Regions from separate parts of the Mus musculus genome. Here all the other regions are linked to region 2. The links are chromatin contacts, called in public Hi-C, HiChIP or PLAC-seq and Micro-C maps. All regions are on one chromosome and are shown on one strand. The core of a region is the stretch at or near the end of the contact, and the rest is flanking DNA. Distances in the headings are between cores, read along the strand shown. Region 1 overlaps Gfra1 (glial cell line derived neurotrophic factor family receptor alpha 1). Region 2 overlaps Atrnl1 (attractin like 1). Region 3 overlaps Gfra1 (glial cell line derived neurotrophic factor family receptor alpha 1). Region 4 overlaps Atrnl1 (attractin like 1).

Region 1 (2,700 bases), core at 114-2,613, 320 kb after region 2:
AAGTCCTGTCTCAAAGCTGCTTCCAGTGTGAGGGCAAACAGAGGCCACAGTCTGCTCGCCCTAAACTGAATCTATCTTCTGATTCGGACTGGAGGTCTCCTGCCTTGTGATTTGCTCGTACTGTTTGTGAATGACCTTCGGGTTCTTTTCAAAAGTCTCATCAAACCACGGCATTAGACCACTTGTGCTAAACACACCTACTGCCACAGAGTGGTAAAAGAACCTGAACCTGGTATGAAGAACATCTGGGCTTCAGTGGTAGCTGCTGGGTGGGGAACATTGACCACATTAATAACCTCCATGGTGTCTGTCCCAACCCCAGGGTTCATCGGTTGACAGGTTCTCGATGGACACCTACTGTGTGCTTGGCCTTCTGGGTGATGGATTATGAGCACTGATAACATGACTGGCCCTTGTATCCATGTAGTGACTATTCTAGCTGGAGAGACAGGCTAGAAGCAGGAAAGAGCTACCAGACAGCATTTGCTGTGCTTGCTACATTACTGTAGCTCCTCTTCAAGTTCTAGAGAGGAACATATGTCTCACCCAGCATCCATTGGAAACGTAAGTCTCATTCCTGCCTTTGTCTTCAGCCTTCTCCCCGTGACCTCTCTATGTCTTAAGAGTACCACCAGCCCTACTTAGACCCATCTTAAATCTAAGTTTTCCTCTCAAGTCTAGCTGCCCTGGTTTGGAAAGTCATGTTCCTCCAACATCTGCAAGCAAAACCCAAATCCCTACTTGATATTATTAGGAGTGTTTGGGAGGTGACTAAGTTGTAGGAGCAGAACTCTCATAGATAGGATTAGCCCCACTGGAAGTTCCAGCAAGACCCTTCCATAGCATGCAAACTTAGCTGCACTACAGCATCTATCAGCCATAGACTGAGCCTCACCAGACACCAACTCAGCCAGCACATTGCTTTAATCATGAGCTTTACAGCCTCCAGAGTTGTCAGAAATTACTTTTTATAAGCCACTCGATTTACAGTATTTTCCGATAGTAGCCCAATTATACCAAGTCAACCCTATTTCCAAACATTCTGAGCTCCGATGTGAATAAATATTGGAATGTTTGGGGGTGGGTGGGGCTACTGTTCAGCTGATAACAAAAAGTTTAAAATGAGGAAATGAAGATAGTTTTTAAACTAGAATGTCCAGGGAAGAGACCTCTCAAGAACTCTGTTTAAATAAGCTACAAGGGGAGGCTTCCAAAGCCGTAAATAAACATTCTAACACATCCAAGCAGCCCAAGAAAAGTTACTGAGCAAGGTAAAGAGGTGGGGGGATTCTACAGGGAAGGGTCTGGTGTGAGATGAGCAGGTGGATGGGGGACAGATGCTCTGAGCTCCTTTGAGAACCGGATACAGATGAGGATCCCCAGGGACTAGTGAAATAACCGCCCCCACCCCAACCAAGGGCCAGGAGCCTGCACTTGAAATCCATCCACCAACCAGAGCAGGTGGTCCAAGCCCAGGAAACTGAAAACCACAACATGCCTCTAGGCCCATTAATTTATAGAACTCCCCCCTACACACAACACACACACACACACACACACACACACACACACACACACACACACACACAGGTGTTTCCTGATACAGGATATTAACTCTCAGCTCCAGGAGGTCCCTAACCTCACACCGGCCTGAAAGGTTTCCTCGGGTTTAGATAAGCCTCAGATAAGCTGAACTTTCGCAAGCTGACAAGAGCTGCACCTGCAATCCTTCTGAGATTCGTTCATCACGAACCTTAATCCATCTCAAATAAAACCCGGGCGTACAGACGTGACTGCCCACCCGTGTGTGGCTGTTTAACAAGAAAGAAGAAGAGCTCTCTCTGTTCTGGAAAGGCCTCCTCGTGTGTACACGGCACCCACGGATTTAATTTCTGAGATTTACATTTTAATTCTTTAAGATATTCGGGACGTTAGTTGGAAGGGAGGCCCCATGGTCTAGAGAACTGTCCTTGCATGCGAACGGATTTGCCTTCTGCTCTGACCCTGGCCCTCCCTTCTCCCCCTTTGCCATTTTTAAAAATCCACACTTCCCCTCCACGTCCTTAAAGTACAGCTTCTGTCTTCCTTCTTACTTTTCGACCCTGTCCTCCAGTGGATGAATAGCATCCACCGAAGTCCCCACTCTCGACCCTAGAATACAACCATACTGAGAATCAATCTCTACAGATGAAGTTGAGATGCTGCAGCAGGGTGCAGTGGGCTCGATATTCCAAACGACTGGTTGTCCTTGGAATAAAGACACACATGGACATGATCAAACCATGGGGGTGATGCAGTCGCAGGAGAATGGTATGATGCAGAACACCAGGAGCTGGGCAGAAGCAAAGATGTCCCTCCTTCAGGACCACTAATGACATCATATACCCGGTGCCACCAGTGTGACTCCAGACTCCTCATCTCCAGAGCTGGAAAATGATTATCTAGTGTTGTCTTAAGCTGCTTAATTTGCAACCCTTTAACGCAATGCCCTCCATGGCCAAGGCTGTTGCGTGCATGTCTAGAGCCTGCTCAGCAACCATCTCTCTCATACACACTTTTGGACTCTGTGCCTCTTCCTCATCTGAGGCTTTGTAACTGGGTCTCAGGCAATGCCTGTTCCCCAGAGGTGAGGCTGAATGCTCTCTGTTTATACAGAGAACCAAAATAGGACCTGTCTCCCACCCCCCACCTCAATATTTT
Region 2 (3,029 bases), core at 247-2,746:
CAAACTGTGCCCATCATGAGTGCTTACTGTGAGATGGCTGAACAACTGTTCCCCATTCTCCTCTCACTGAGCCTCACAGCAGCAGCCCTGCAAGGTAGCTGTGTGTTGATTAGGAACACGGAGGTGCAAAATCTTACCTGCAGTTACCAACCACACAACAGAAGAAACCCCAGTCTGAAGCCTTCTTGCTTTGTCTCTTTCTCTAAAGTTTATGGCTGCAGTCACTGTCCTCTAATGCGTTCCTGACCAGGAAGTAGTAAATAGACCAGAGAACTGAGGGAGAAAAAGGCGCTTACAGGAAATACACAAGGCTTGCGTCTAATCTGCTCTGTTTCAGGATTTAAAATGACAGAGCAAAATGGAAAGCCAGCAGGGATTTTTAAACATGACTCAGAGATCAAACATGACTCCTTTTTGTCCCAGAACACTTCACACTCGAACCCCAGGCTTCACTGCTGCTGGTGCGCGTCCAGACTCAGTCCTGTAATTGGTCAATTTACATCGTGTTTGTCGCCAGCAGATTAGGAAGGCACAGGTGTCAGATCTAGGAAATCCGCAGAATCTCAGCCTTGTTGAGACTAATTGGTCCAAACGATAAAATGTTAATTAGAAAATAAATCTAAACCTTTATTTTTGTAACTTTGATTGGTGTCCCTCTTTCTTAAATCCCTATGTATTCACAAGGTTAAAAAAAAATTTCTTTCCTCTAGAAACTATGAGTGTTAAATGTGAGAATTACCAAGACTTTTCATTGAAAACATCAGCCAGTTTATTAAAATGTATTCAGTTGCTGCAGATCCTTAAAATCATGGTTCACATCTATCTATACCATCTTTAACGGGAGAGAGCGGTGGGAGACAGCATCAAAGCCTCCTTGCGGGAGGAAGCCCAGAACCCCGGATGTGTTCCCCGTGGGGGGGGGGGGGGCGCTCTTTCTTCTCTTGCAAGGACAGCAACATTAGCACAACAGCATCAGACAAAGGAGAGTTCGTCTTGTTCATACCCCTAGCTTGTGCAGCTTCCTTCTCCACAGGCTTGAGAATACCCCTGTTCTCACAGTAATAAGTCCCAGGTCTTAATTTCCTTTCAGTATTTGGAGTCGCCACTATGCTATAGGATTTTCGGTGCTAGAATGTTTGCACTGGATTGGTAGCTGTCCCTCAAGGCTGCTGCCTTGGGAGGTTATATACACTTGAGTCATTAGTATTTGGAGACCGAGGATGACTCTAGACCCATTGAGTTTTTCTCAGCCAAATACCTGGTACTCAGCACTCTACCTTACAGCCAGCTCTCATCTGACTTCGGTAGCCTTTCCCTGTTTCCCTATTAAAGTTCGCCTGCTGAGGTGACCACTGATAACCAGTGATGACCACATCTGTTAATGTGACACTTGATGAGCCCTTACTTCATTAGAAGTCAGTCTGCTACACTCTGTCTCTCTGACTAAGCTGTGGGCAGCACAGAAGAAGCAGGAGCCGTCTCGCGTTACCACAGCAGTGCCTGTCAATCAGACCCTCGGGGCTTTGAGAAGGGAATGAATGACTGTGTCTAACTTTACACGTGCAGAAGAAGAAGCCTGGAGGCCGGGGAAAGGCTGCAGTGATTTGCACAAGCACTTATGAGACAAACATCCTGCCTAGCTCTAGCCTAGAGGACTTTAGGTCACACAATGGCGTGACTGTCAGCCGGGGTAATTTACATAAAAGCAGTCACGGAGACGATCTGATTCTCTGCCCGTCTGTAGTTGGCTGGGATTCCAGACGTCTAAGGAAAAGAGCTAGGAGCTACTGTCAGTGAGAAATGTGTCCTTGTGTGTGTGGCCATGAGCACATGTGTGCACATGCATGTAGTGGGGAGGCTGCGAAGGAAGGCTACGTTTCTCTTCTGCACACTGCCACATACCTCAGGCTATCACCGTAGGAACCTGCCCGCTTTCCTGGAAGCTCATGGATATTTATACGTTATTGGTTGAATTTATGATGAAAACTTAATGTATAATTTCTCTAACATTTTTTGGAAAAAATAAATGAAACAAACGTCTTACAGCCTGGAAATATCCACCAAAAAAGTCCTATTTCTTTCCAGGATTTCAGATATATTTAGGTTTCTTTTATGTAAGTGGCATCATTTTTAATGAAGTCCTATATTCTTCATTTTCAACAAATGTTACATAACGACTCATTAAAATTTCTTCAGAAAAAAATTCAAAAACATAATTTTAATGACTGTATAATATTGCATTTTATGGATGTATCATAAATGTCTTAATTATTTCTTCTTCTTAGATATTTATGCTCTTTCCAGGCCTTTTGTTATAAATAATGCTGTGATGAGTCCCCGAATAAAACTTTCTCTTCCTCTCAGACTATTTACTTAGGCCACATCTCTAGCTCTGAAGTTAGCTCATATGTACACACGGTACATTGCTAGGTTTTCAATACATATTGCTAAGCTACATTTCAGGAAATATTTTTTCACAATTTATTTGCTAGCTAAGGCGTTGTGAATGTCATGGAAGACAGACATAAGGTGTAGCCACAGCCCCTTTCCGTGAAACTGAAACTGTGGGACAGAAGGGTATGGTCCTTCTGCAATCCAGGAGCAGATCACAAGGGCCTAACTGCAGGCCGGTGAACTCCGCAGGCCAGCCGCCTGGCAGAGGCTTAGATAAGAGGGCAGAACAGCAGTCACCTGACAGAAAGACCAGGCCACACTTCAGCACACAGGGGACCTGGTAGCAACATCTTCCAACACGTATCAAGTGCCTTTGAAATGTGCAGTTTACCTATCAGGTGGTACCCAAGCATTCTGAGAGAGACCACTGGCTACCGGACACCCACCTTCTTGGTGCATTGCTTCCTTATGTCCCCCCACCCCGGATCACTTGAGTAACTGTACTCCAGGGCACAGACCATCACCCTTGTGTTCACTGTGACCCGGCCAGCCCATCTGATTTGATTACTGATCCTATCGTGGATATCTTTATACATGAGTCAAGCTTTTATGTAAGACAGTAAAATATTAAAATG
Region 3 (3,010 bases), core at 335-2,834, 280 kb after region 2:
TTCCTGCACAAAGCATCATGACCAAGAAGCAAGTTGGGGAGGAAAGGGTTTATTTAGCTTATACTTCCACATGGCTGTTCATCACCAAAGGAAGTCAGGAATGGAACTCACACAGGGCAAGAACTTGGAGGCAGGAGCTGATGCAGAAGCCATGGAGGGGTGCTACTTGCTGGATTGCTTCCCCTGGCTTGCTCAGCTTGCTTTCTTATAGAACCCAGGACCACCAACCCCGGGATGGTACCACCTACAATGGGCTGGGCCCTTCCTCCTTGATCACTAATTGAGAAAATGCCTTACAGCTGGATCTCATGGAGGCATTTTCTCAAGGGAGGCTCCTTTCTCTGTGATAACTCCAGTTTGTGTCAAGTTGACACACAAAAACATCCAGTACAGATGGGCTGATGGGGACACACAGAACCCATAGGACTTGTCCCATTGTGAGTGTAGGGTCTTGGGGGGCGGGTCACTTGCTTTATTGTCAGCTCCCTCTTTGGAGTGGAATAGATGTGGCAGACTTTTTGAGCCAAAGAGAGCTAGGCTGGCCCACTAGACCAGAGTCTTCATGGCCCCTGGCTAAGTTCTCCTCCACAGTGCCCTGGCTTAGTAACTGATAGGCAACTGGATGAATCCTCAAGTGTGGTCTGTATGACAGAAGAGGAATGCTTCCAGGTCTTACACAATGTCTCCAAGTCCTCCCTATAGATACTCCACTGACTCTGCCACTGGGAGATTCCTGCTTCCTCTAAGATGACATCATTCCTTCTCCTGAAGGGATCTAAGGCAGCAAGACAGCACTAGGTTAAGAGAGGGGACAGCTCTTCTTATTTCTTCTCCACATCACATAGCCTTGTGGATCACTGACACAGTGCTGACTACCGGCTGACCATCCCAACTGTTCAACATCTGTGAATGACCTATGACCTTCATGCCTCACTCTTCCTTGGCCGAAAGCCTGAACCCACTGCATCAACTCAAAGCAGAACTCGGGGCTTCAGTCTATTCACTGAGCTCAAAACTAGTGAGCAGAAGCCCAGGAGAGAACTCAACTGGCCAAGCTTTGCCATGTATGTACAAGGACCTGAGTTCTAGCTGCAGAACCCAAATAAGAAGAACTCAAGGTACAGTAACAGGCACTGGAAATCCCTGCACTGGAGAGGCAGAGACAGGCAGATCCCTGCTGCTAGCCTAGTTGGCAAGTTCCATGTTTGTGTGAGACCCTGCTTCAAAAAAACCAAGGCAGTACCTGAGGAATGACAGCTAAGGTTGGCCTCTGAGCTCTGCAGGCATGCATGTGTACCTATGCACATACAAGAATAAACACAGAGGCACACAGAGGTGTGCATGTGTGCATGCACACACACACACACATACAGAGAGAGAGAGAATGAGAGAACACCATACCTCTCAAACTATGCACTTTCCTTAAAAAACTAGAATCCAGTGGTGACCCTAAAGACCACAGACCATTTTGTTCTCGGTGGGTTTTGTGTAACCAACACGTCTCCTTTGTCCTCTCAGTTGCTTTGCTTCGGGTAAAAGGGAACAGCATTTAAAATGAAGGCAGTGTTAACTCACAAATCAAATAAGCTCCCTACAGCTGCCCCAGTGGCTTCCTCATTCAGTTAATTAATGCCCACGGCCTCAGGGTGAACAGGCTTCTGGGGAAAATGTGGGCATTATTTTCAGATCCCCGTTTGGTGTTGGGTCTCTGAATTGGAGATCCTGCTTAATGTGCCCATGTTATGTTAAACTGTGTGCAAATTTATTCAACCGCAACTTGACAGAATTCATACCGTTAAAGTCACAGAGGATTTACAGTAGGAAAATAAGTCTTTTCTCCACTCACAAGTGGTAGCAAACCCAACACTACAACAGTGTGACCCAACAAGAACTGTCACCCCTCGGAACCCAGCCCCCAACTGGACCCATCAACCCTTAGAACAGCCTTTACTCTGCTTTCCATGGCCGCTGTGAGGAGGGCCATTTAAGAGCACAGCAGGCATTTTGTCCCCCAGCCATGAAACCATTTATGCGAATTCTTTTATACATTTCTCATAAAACCATTGCTGTTTTTAAGTATGTAACATGCCTTTCCAATATTTGCTTTTTCATCCCACCTGAGGAGGGACAGACAGCTCTTAATAACATGTTATTGAGCTTTAGACACATCTTTCAGACTGCATTTTCTAAAAGCCCAAAGCAACTAAGAGGCAATCTCTGAGTCTGAGGTGAGTTTTGATCAAAGCAGAGCCTTGATTTCTTCAGAGTGACTCTATGTAATGTCAATCACTCTGCCCCCAACACATCTTAAGCCCAAGCATGGCAGAATTCTAAATGTAACAGACACATGGAGCCTCTATGCTTCATATTTCACCCTCAACTATCCCCTCACTGTGGACAATGAGAAGTCACTCTGACATGGGTAAGATGTCTGGTCTGTCTCTTCTCTAATAACAGTGAGGATGTCTCCAAAGACAAGCATAGATAAATGATAGATAGATAGATAGATAGATAGATAGATAGATAGATGGATGATAGATGCCTGATATATGATAGGTGATAGACAGATAGATAGATGATATAAATTGATTGATAATCAATAGATACCTGATAGATGATAGATAGATAGATAGATAGATAGATAGATAGATAGATAGATGATAGGTACCTGATATATGATAGATAGACAATAGACGACACCTGATAGCTAGCTAGCTAGATAATAGATAGATGATATAAATTGATTGATTGATAGGCAATAGATACCTGATAGACGATAGATAGATGAATAGACAGAGAGATAATAGATAGATAGATAGATAGATAGATAGATAGATGATAGATACCTGATATATGATAGGTGATAGACAGATAGATAGATGATAGATGATATAAATTGATTGATAATCAATAAATACCTGATAGATGATAGATAGATATAGATAGATAGATAGATAGATAGATAGATGATAGATAGATAGATAGATAGATAGATGCTAGATACCTGATA
Region 4 (3,034 bases), core at 52-2,551, 320 kb before region 2:
TTCCCCCCACCCCCTCCTCCCCCTCCTCCTCCTCCTCCTCCTCCTCCTCCTCCTCCTCCTCCTCCTCCTCCTCCTCCTCCTCCTCTTCTTCTTCTTCTTCTTCTTCTTCTTCTTCTTCTTCTTCTTCTTCTTCTTCTTCTTCTTCTTCTTCTGATAGGCTCTTGGTGTGTAGTACTGGCTGGCCTGGAACTCACTATGTAGACCAGGCTAGTCTAGAACTCACAAAGATCCTGATTTCTCACTGCCTCTTCCTCCCAGTGTGGAGAAGAAAGGTGTGAGGCACCATACTCAGCTTGCAAGTGGAGAAGAGTTTAAGACAACGTTTTCTGTTGTATAAGCTGTGGAACGGAATGGCCACCATGGTGAGCAAGGCAGTAGTAGTTATGATCAAAATATCCATTTAGGTAGCCTCAGTTACATCGTGAATTTTAAACCAGTCTTGGCTGCCCTATCTCTAACAAAGTATCCAGAAACAGAGCATAAAACCCAGTAGTCATACTGTCATGATCATGACAGTTCTCAGTCTAACATTCCAAGAGAATTGGTACTGAAAATGGTAATTTTAAAATACAAGCACCTACTGAACTCAACAGATGGGTCTCTATAGAAGAAATAAAAATGGCCAACACCTTAGCCTTCAGGGACATGTAAGAGCCCAGCTCACTCCAGTCAAGGTTGCTGTAATTGAAGGTACTCATGACCAAAATGCTGGCAAGGCTGTGAACAAAAAGGAACGTTACTTATGGCCAACGGGAACATAAACTTGTGGAGTCGTGAAGGACAAGGAAGGGCCTCATGAAACCCCTGAGAGTGGGCAGATGTCTTAGCCGTTCTGTTCTTGGTTTGTACCCGAAGGACTAAATTACTCAACCTGCCACATGGATGTACAACAGAAACATCCTTGTTTGTCTGTTCACAAATCACAGTATCTAGGAAATGGAACCAGCCCAGATGAATGGCTAAATAAAATGTGATAGATACATACACTCAATGGGAATTTACGCAGCCATAAAGAAAAATGAAATCATGGCATTTTAAGGAAAGTAGATACAACTAGAAATCATTATGCTCAGAAAAATAAGCCAGACTCAAAAAGTCAAAATTTCCTTGGACTATTTGATGTGTGGTACCTGAATTTTAATGTGTGTGTGTTGTTTTCTTGATGATTGCAAAGCTAGTCATTTCTTCCCACTTGCAACCAGGCGATGTAAGATAGCTAATGCCACAGTGTGTGACTGGCACTCAACCAGAAGGAAAGAGGACACCTCTGGGAGTCAGTGCTCTCTGTCCGCCATGGACTCCAGCCATTGAATTGAGATTGGCAGGCTTGCCAAGGACGTGTTTTTAACCACAATGCCATGCTGCAGGCACAAGGGAGGGGATTTGTCCTTCATTTTCTGCATTGTCATCACTCCCTATGTCAGTAATCAAAACCAGGTCCCCCTCAGTCTTCCATGGAGGTGATACCATCTGAGTTACTTGAACTTCATGATGTTAACAGAGCTTCATGGTGAGATATGATGGATGCCTGCCAGACAGCACTAAATGCGATGGTTAGTGGAGCAGCATTATCCGGTGTGCTAGAGTAACCACCGAGATTCATAGCTGGTTAGTTGGGACCAGTTGGAGAAACAGTAGGGATTACAAAGTAATATTAACACTTGATTATGAAGCCTAAATTGTAAGGCTTGTAAATCTTCCTGTTTTTGTTAAATGCCATAGCTTAGAAGAAAGTGCCTTTTGTGGAATCAAGGCTGTGAACATGAGCGAGCCTTCAGTGATAGCATTTAAAGGAATCACCTTCCACAGCCAGAGGATAGAGTGTGTTGAAAACCATTCTAGAATTCAGTCATAAGGGTGGCTGATGGCAACTTAAACTGGAGCTTCAGCCATAACATTTGTTCCCTGACAATCACGCCTGGTCAAGAGAAGGAAGGGGTTGAGGTTTTTAATGGGAGTGAATGAGATACCAGAGGCCTCAGTCAGAGTGCCCTGAGCAGTCCCGTCTGTAAGATTACTCTCCTACTGTTGCTCAGTCAGCCTGTTGGTGAACTCTCTATTGCATCTCTGGTCTTTCTTGATTTTCTACTAAGATAACATTGCTTTAGAGAGATTTGCAGTTTATTTTAATGTCTTTAAGGTTTGCCTCCAATATAAAACTAGCAAGCACATGGCTAAAATGAAACTAAAATGTAATATTATTTAGCTTATTTTCCACTATTTGATTTTTTTTCACTACTAAAATATATTTGGGTTGTAATATCCTTGTTTTAATGAACTGTACTGTTAAAAGAGACATTTCAAAGGTTTCTCTAACCTTTTAAAGGCTAAATTTAATTGAAATATGAAGCTATTATATTTAGTTACTTTGGTACATATATTTTATTTTAACTTTAAATTATTTTGTCATTATATTTATAACAGCTCCTCTTTCCCTTTTCTCCTTCTGGGCCAGTTCTGTTTACACACACACACACACACACAAACACACACACACATACACACCACACACACCACACACACACACACCACACACACACACACACACACACACACACACACACACACATACCACACACACACACACACACATCACACACACACACACACACACACACACACACACACACACACACACACCACACACACTTAAATATGACCTGCTCAGTCTGTGTAATGTTACTAGTATGCATGTTTTCAGAGCTGGCCATTTGGTGTTGGATAACAAGTTGTCGTGCTCTTCCTGGGGAAGAAAATGCCTCCTAAGACCAGGCTGCGGGCAGTAGGGCATTTTAAGACTTGTAAACCTGGCTGGCTCTTGTTAAGTGACATGATGTTAGAAGGAAGTGCCTTTCGTGAACTTACATTCTGTGAACATCAGTATTGGATGCAGATGGCCCAGTCCATCATAGGTGGGCTCACCCCAGGCTATTGTTCCTGGGTTCTGTAAGAAAGCAGACTGAGCAAGTCGCGATGAGAAAGGGAGTAAGCAACACCTCTCCATGATATCTGCTCCTGCCTCCAGGTTCGGGCT

What was found. A called contact is a pair of places that touch in the nucleus more often than the background predicts. HiChIP or PLAC-seq counts read pairs in DNA pulled down with a chosen protein or histone mark.
Region 1: a contact with region 2 is called in an H3K27ac HiChIP or PLAC-seq map of T-cell acute lymphoblastic leukemia, with 2.7 times the contacts expected there. The contact joins two enhancer-like sites. A contact is called at or near these places in 2 of 15 datasets of contacts at CTCF or cohesin (large pre-B cells and pro-B cells), 1 of 484 Hi-C or Micro-C datasets (embryonic retina), 5 of 115 datasets of contacts at active chromatin or transcription factors (T-cell acute lymphoblastic leukemia, embryonic basal ganglia, embryonic stem cells and 2 more) and 3 of 9 other capture datasets (embryonic stem cells, embryonic tail and embryonic trunk).
Region 3: a Hi-C map of the N1E-115 cell line shows a contact between it and region 2, with 6 times the contacts expected there. The contact joins two enhancer-like sites. A contact is called at or near these places in 1 of 15 datasets of contacts at CTCF or cohesin (large pre-B cells), 2 of 484 Hi-C or Micro-C datasets (the N1E-115 cell line and peritoneal macrophages), 3 of 115 datasets of contacts at active chromatin or transcription factors (CD4 single positive thymocytes, embryonic basal ganglia and embryonic stem cells) and 1 of 9 other capture datasets (embryonic stem cells).
Region 4: a Micro-C map of muscle stem cells shows a contact between it and region 2, with 2.8 times the contacts expected there. The contact joins two enhancer-like sites. A contact is called at or near these places in 8 of 484 Hi-C or Micro-C datasets (Sertoli cells, Th1 cells, cerebral cortex and 5 more), 1 of 115 datasets of contacts at active chromatin or transcription factors (embryonic stem cells) and 1 of 9 other capture datasets (embryonic stem cells).

Annotation. Positions count from the first base shown.
Region 1 is chr19:58,375,323-58,378,022 of GRCm38.p6, forward strand. All of the region lies in intron 5 of Gfra1 (glial cell line derived neurotrophic factor family receptor alpha 1), which reads right to left. Among named protein-coding and RNA genes, the nearest start is that of Gfra1, 79 kb to the right of the region's middle. Within about 2 kb of position 1,364, at least 23 of the 459 cell types and tissues checked have an H3K27ac peak or open chromatin away from gene starts, as enhancers often do. A contact at or near this core is called in T-cell acute lymphoblastic leukemia, where this site is marked.
Region 2 is chr19:58,059,440-58,062,468 of GRCm38.p6, forward strand. The region is part of intron 28 of Atrnl1 (attractin like 1); the gene reads left to right. Among named protein-coding and RNA genes, the nearest start is that of Mir5623, 9.8 kb to the left of the region's middle. Within about 2 kb of position 1,497, at least 63 of the 459 cell types and tissues checked have an H3K27ac peak or open chromatin away from gene starts, as enhancers often do. A contact at or near this core is called in the N1E-115 cell line, T-cell acute lymphoblastic leukemia and muscle stem cells, where this site is marked.
Region 3 is chr19:58,343,692-58,346,701 of GRCm38.p6, forward strand. The region is part of intron 5 of Gfra1 (glial cell line derived neurotrophic factor family receptor alpha 1); the gene reads right to left. Among named protein-coding and RNA genes, the nearest start is that of Gm10007, 49 kb to the left of the region's middle. Within about 2 kb of position 1,585, at least 5 of the 459 cell types and tissues checked have an H3K27ac peak or open chromatin away from gene starts, as enhancers often do. A contact at or near this core is called in the N1E-115 cell line, where this site is marked.
Region 4 is chr19:57,736,375-57,739,408 of GRCm38.p6, forward strand. The region is part of intron 20 of Atrnl1 (attractin like 1); the gene reads left to right. Among named protein-coding and RNA genes, the nearest start is that of Atrnl1, 130 kb to the left of the region's middle. Within about 2 kb of position 1,302, at least 10 of the 459 cell types and tissues checked have an H3K27ac peak or open chromatin away from gene starts, as enhancers often do. A contact at or near this core is called in muscle stem cells, where this site is marked.